2 separate regions of the Pan troglodytes genome follow, and region 1 is linked to region 2. A link is a contact called in public Hi-C data. All regions are on one chromosome and are shown on one strand. The core of a region is the stretch at or near the end of the contact, and the rest is flanking DNA. Distances in the headings are between cores, read along the strand shown. Region 1 holds the start of PROX1 (prospero homeobox 1). Region 2 overlaps SMYD2 (SET and MYND domain containing 2).

Region 1 (2,744 bases), core at 178-2,677, 330 kb after region 2:
AAGCTACTTACTCCTCCTTTACCATCCCCACCCTCCATCACTCCACCAACCTTCAGCTTCAGCAGGAGGAGTAACGGGCTGGCACACCAGAAGAATCAACAACTTGCTAAACTGGACTTTGGGTGATGTCTCCCCCCGCCCACTGCGTCCCCCTCCTGATCTGCTCAGGCAAGATAGCAGCTCTTCCCTCCCTCTTCCCGCCCTCCTCACTAGTCTTCCCAGTAACAATTACTCTCACCTCTCCTGTCCTCCCTCCCCAGTCCTCCTAACTGGGGCAAAACGGTAGGTACCACCCAGACGAGACCAGACCGAAGCTGCCCAACACCATAGTCTGCCAGCGATGGCTGGGAGATTCATCGCCTCCCATTTCTGCTGCCCAAGAACCCCCTACTCTTACCCGGACCGCGATCCTCCGGTCCTCCTCGTGCTGGTGTCCCAATCCCACCGCCACGCGACCCCCCGAGCCTCCCGGTGCCGCCTTACCCTACTCAACTTGACCCAGCCCTGGGTCCAGGAGCTCGGAAGAGGGGCGCCGCGCGCGTTTCCCGGGACCCATCACCGCACCCCTCCAAGCCGGATTTCCACAATTCGGCTTCGACAGCGTTTTGAGACGAAAGTAACAGAGCGCCCCCCCACCTCCCTCTCTCCTCCTCCCAGCTCCCGGTCCTCTGCTGGGGTTAAAAAAGGAGAAGTGAAAGGTATGCAAATGACAAGCAAATTGGAAGAGCCGGGAAGAAAGGCAGCTATAATAAACAAGACAAAGAGAAAGGACGAGGGGACCGGCCCCGGAGTTTTAGCCTGGGGAGATCGGAAGGATGGGGTTTGGCGGAAAGCGGGGATCTCCACGAACAAAAAAGCGACCCGGTCCCTCTCGCGGTCCTCTCTCCTGAGAAGAGAGAGCAGGAGAAAGAAGGAAAGGGAGCAAACGCCTCCTCACACCCCAGAAACAGTACACAAAAGGTGACAAGATCAGCGACAAGTCCAGCAACATCAGCCTCCCCCCCATCGCCACCGCCACCCCCAGCCACCAGCAGGAAAGAGAAAGAAATAAAAGCCAAGCGGATCACTTACTCTTAGGAACTGGGAGGAGCGGAGCGCTGAGTTCCACGGAGGCTCCCGCTTAGAAACTGTTTAGAGGCTATTTTATTATGATTCATTTAAATAACACCATTTTCTCCTGGGGGGAAAAATGTTTACACGGGTCTGAGTAATGGGAGGCTCTTTTCTTCCTTTCTCATTCAAGAACAAGCCAGTGCAAGTGATTCTGGAAAAGGGGAGGGACTCACGAGGGGAAGAAGAAGATACTTACGCGGTGCAGGGAGCAGTGGGACCGAGCCTCTCTCTCTCTCTCTCTCTCTCTCTCTCTCTCTTTTTTTTCCCCCCGGCAGAGAGAGGAAAACACGCGCGCGCACACACGGTGATATCTTGCGGGTGATGAATATGATAATTGGACAAGGGACGGTGAGTCTGTGCGACAGCGAGCGAGCGAGCGGGGCGAGTGGAAGAGGGAGAGGGGAGAGAGAGGCGGGAGGGGAGGGGAGACGAGAGAAGAGAAGCAGGGTAGAGGCGAGGAGAGGGAAGAAGAGGAGAAGAAAAGAAGAGGAGCTAAGGGCAGAGGAGAGAGCAGGAGAGGAGGAGAGAGAAGAGCGGAGGAGAGGAGAGAGCAGCAGAGGAGGAGAGAGGAGAAGGGTAAAGAAGAGAAGAGGAGCGAAGCGGAGAGGGAGCAGGCGGACCCGGCGAGAGCTCTTTTGCGCCGCTCTGCTTTCCCCGGCTGCAATGGTGTATTATTTCAGAGCGCTCCCTCAGCTGAGGGCTCCGCTCCACAACAAGATTTACTTTAAGACACAGCTGAAGGAAACAGGAAGACTGCACGTCACAGTCTATCTGACGTACCCGGCCCCAGCACCCAATCGCGAGGCGCCTTCGGATTCAAGGGGGGATAGCAAGGCAAGAGAACTTGGGAGGAAAAAAAAATATAAAAGGGGTGGGGGTGAGGGGCTGGGAAGAGAGGAGGGGAGAGGGGCCCTGCGCTCCCCCTCCCCGGCCTCCATCCCCGGCCCCCACCCCCACCCCCACCCTGCCACTGCTTCGGGACGACTGGATCGCCGCGCCTGGGCCGGAGCGAGCCATCTGCGGGCACTATGCAAAGCGGGAGACGGCGCGAGCGGCGCCCGGCTCACACTAGCTCTTCCAGGACGCAGGTCCTTTTTTTTTTTTTTCTTTTTCTTTTTTCATTTCCCAGATACAGCTGATCGAGTTCGCCGAGTGGCCGAGCGAGTGAGCGCTCCTCCGACTTGGGTGGAGGAAGGCACGGAAAAGTATACGGGAGAAAAAGTGGGGGTTTTAGGGGTGGGGGTGGCATAGGAGGACGGAGGGGGGGATCTGCAAATCATTCCACTTTTTAAACGATCATAGGTAGTGTCAAGGATACGTGTCACCCTTGGTTCCTTTTAAAGGGGAGGTGGACAATAAAATACAGGTAGGTTTGGTATTAAAATAATAGGTGCCAGAGGTTTCACATCGCGTCCGCTGCATCTGTTATTAGACGAAGATCAACATTGGCTGAGTCCCAGTTAATCTCCAGTCCAAATTTTTAGGAAGAGGAATATTTACCCTTGGTTACCTCTGACATTATTTGGATTGTAGGTAAAGCAGCCTTTAAAAATATATACGTTGCAAACATCTGGCGATTACCCTTCACTAATTCACTCGCCCCAGAAAGACCAAAGATAGCTGTTCAATAC
Region 2 (3,178 bases), core at 511-3,010:
CTACACTCCACCCATCAATGAGGGCCAGCAGAGGGGACCTTGATCTGCTCAAGGTCACTGAGCAAGGCTATGGCAACACACGGTCCAATTGGCTCAGAGCTTCGTTGTCAGGAAGATGCCATCATTCTATTTGCATTCATCTTCACTGAGTGCTTGCTGGGGAGAGGGCCTTGGAGAGGGAAAGGCCAGACTGAGTGTTACCTGCTGCCAGCGTCCTTACCTGTGCAAAGACTACTATGAGGCTATCATTGTCAGGGAATTCGAGATGCTTGGAGTAAAAGTGATGGAGAGCAGCTATGTCACTCTGAATCAAATCCTTCTTCTCATTATCTAACTTATCCAGATCTGTGGATAAATAATCCATTATTCACCCAGTAGAAAGCGTGGGATTTCTAGCTACATCCTATTTTTGCTGTAAATGATACAGAGGAAAGGAATGGGCGGAAAAAAAAAACCCCAAAACTAACATGTTGAACCCCCAGAGAACATTCTTCCCCATTACTTGGTTTAACTGACAAACCCTAAGGAAAGAAAGCAAGCCATTTCTTCCTTCTCTCCCTCTGATGACTAGAAGTCACTTGGGACATGAGATTTCGACTGACTGTTAGCAATGAGGTCAGGGATGGGTAGCAATGACTCATAACCAGCCTCAGCCTAGTCAAGGGCCCCCCAATTGGCCCGGGAATCTGGGTCGTGGTCAAACAACTGGACAATCCCTGATTTCACGGCTTTCAGTAAGAACATCAGCTATTTAGAGGACTGCAATTCAGCAAAGATCCAAAAATATTCAGCATGCCAAGAGGGCCAGCAGGAGGTAGCTCAGGGTGCAATAATTCATCTTGGGAGCTCCTACCTCCTTTAATTATTTCCTAACAATCCTGTCAACTCAGAAGAAAAAAGCTAAAAGTGCTTTTCGAAACAGCACAAGAGTCAAAATAAAAACTAGTAATCAAAGAAATCACTACTCCTCTGAGCACAAACTAGCCCGTCCTCGCTTCAATCCTGCCCAACCCATGTGAAATCTGTGGCTGAGAGAACTGCGCGGCTGGTCACAGAAAGACTTACGTGATTCAAACTCCTTCACAGCTAACAATTTTTCCGAAGGTGTTCTCTCTGGGTGGATTTTCTAGCAATTGGGGAAGAAATCACACAGATACAGATTTTTTAACAACCAGTGTAATAAAGTGGCACTTTCACTTTTACATCAACATAAAGAAAAAGTAACAATTCTTAAGGAAGTAAATAAAACAAGCTACTCAAGGACTCCACCACTAGGGCTCTCCACCAGCCAAATCCAAAGACTCTTCTAAAGCGCTTTTTAAAATGTCTACCGTGTACCTAACACCCTGATAATACTATGCACACAGTAGGCTCAGAAATGCCTGTTACGGGAAAGAACAGGGCCGGAAAACAACTTTTTAGGGTCCTTACTTAAAAGGACTGGGTCTACAGACAAACCATCCTATTTATTATTTCTCCTTCTAAAAAGGAACAAAATCAAACCCCCCATCCATTTTACACTTTCTTTAAGCATAGGCTAAAATGATCTCAAATTCTGTGTTTCAAAAAGAACACTTTTGGTTGTATCTGTGAGCCCAGATTCACTTTAAACGCGTTGCTGGCTTTGTTCTAGACACCCCAAGAGGAGCTAACAATAGTAAACCCGCTAGGCTTTGAGAACATGAATAAACTTGGTGTTGACAAGAGTTCAAAGGCAGAGCTCAGGAGCTGGCCCAAGGCCGTGTCTTTGTAATCTGGCTATTCAATTTGGGGATACAGGTGGTCTAGCAGGGCACGCTCACCTCCCTAGTTAACATGTTAAGCCTCCCCTTGGTAGTTTGGTAGCCTGTCTCCCCTAATCCTTTGCAAGCTACTAGAATACAAATGGTCTGTTTTTTTAATCATCAAGTCCTATAGAGATGAAAAGATGGGCAGGTAACTTTCATTTAATACACTATTAGTAGTAGTAGTAATTATAATAAAACTTGAATGAAGCTTGTATAAACTCATCTTTGCATTCAGACTACCCTCCTGGTGCCGAAATATTTCAATAGTTCTTTTTTGGAGCAGAAATCTTCCATTCACGGGATGCATTTTTATAAGATTTATAAGTCATCTCGCTTGGGAAAGCTTTTCATTCAGGAAAGTCTACCAGCCTCTTCTGAATTCTTAACATATCACTATAAATATCATCAATAATTCAGGGGAACAAAATAATAAAACACCAGCTTGGCCACCCAATCCTCCCAAGATGTGCGGAGATCCCATCTGATGACTTACTGACTCTGATACCTCATACCCAGTCATCCTATTCCCTCTGACTCATTCAGCCCAAATACTCTGCATAAATTTAAAAATAACTGTTATTAAGGATCCGAAAGTTAACCTCCTGCAGGGGAACAATTCTGATGTTTTGGTCTCACTCTACAGGCAACCCATGAATGGCTTTTGTTACTCTCGGCTGGCGAGGTAGCATTTCAGCAAGCACCTGACCCAAGCTGAACATAGCTGAAGGATGACCTCAGAGTTTTGAAATGTTCTACTTCTGTTTACACAGCCCAGGATCCTAACTTGGTCTGGGGACAGATACATGCTAATCATTTCCATCACATTTGGCTTAGATTAAAAAATAGAAAAATTTTAAGGGTGGAGGAGGGCTGGTAGGTATACAGGAGAAGTGGATGAAATTTCAGTTTGTTTGTTTTTTTTTTTCATTTTTAGAGACAGAGTCTCATTTACTTTGTTGCTCAGGCTGGAGTATGGTGGCACAATCACAGCTCACTGCAGCCTTGAAGTTCCGGGTTCAAGTAATTCTCCTGCCTCAGCCTCCAGAATAGCTGGGACCACAGGTGTATACCACCACACCTGGGCAATTTTTTTAATTTTTAAAATTTATTATACAGAATGGGTCTCACTTTGTTGCCAAGGCTGGTCTCGAACTCCTGGATTCAAACAATCCTTCTGCCTTGGCCTCCCAAAGTGCTAAGATTACAGGTACGAGCCACTATGCCCAGCCAAAATTTCAGCTTTAAAAGATTTATAGTCCAGAGGCCCTGCCACCAACTTCTCTGACAGCACTGAGGAGCAAGACCTCCACAGCCTGGACATATGCCGTCTAAGCCCCACACTGCCTATTTCATTGGATCACAAGGACAAGTTCTATGGCATTTTCCTGTCC

Evidence for each region. Hi-C and Micro-C count contacts between places; a contact is called where the count stands out from the background.
Region 1: a Hi-C map of induced pluripotent stem cells shows a contact between it and region 2, with 2.3 times the contacts expected there. The contact joins the promoter of PROX1 here to the enhancer-like site in region 2. A contact is called at or near these places in 2 of 7 Hi-C or Micro-C datasets (induced pluripotent stem cells and stem cell-derived neural progenitor cells) and 1 of 1 datasets of contacts at active chromatin or transcription factors (stem cell-derived excitatory neurons).

Annotation. Positions count from the first base shown.
Region 1 is chr1:35,116,685-35,119,428 of NHGRI_mPanTro3-v2.0_pri, forward strand. PROX1 (prospero homeobox 1) reads right to left here and starts at 1,428. Exons shown (of 4, transcript XM_063792136.1): 1 at 1,310-1,428.
Region 2 is chr1:34,787,466-34,790,643 of NHGRI_mPanTro3-v2.0_pri, forward strand. It overlaps SMYD2 (SET and MYND domain containing 2), which reads right to left. Exons shown (of 12, transcript XM_003308746.7): 4 at 1,066-1,126; 5 at 221-345. Among named protein-coding and RNA genes, the nearest start is that of SMYD2, 36 kb to the right of the region's middle. Within about 2 kb of position 1,761, at least 1 of the 24 cell types and tissues checked has an H3K27ac peak or open chromatin away from gene starts, as enhancers often do. A contact at or near this core is called in induced pluripotent stem cells, where this site is marked.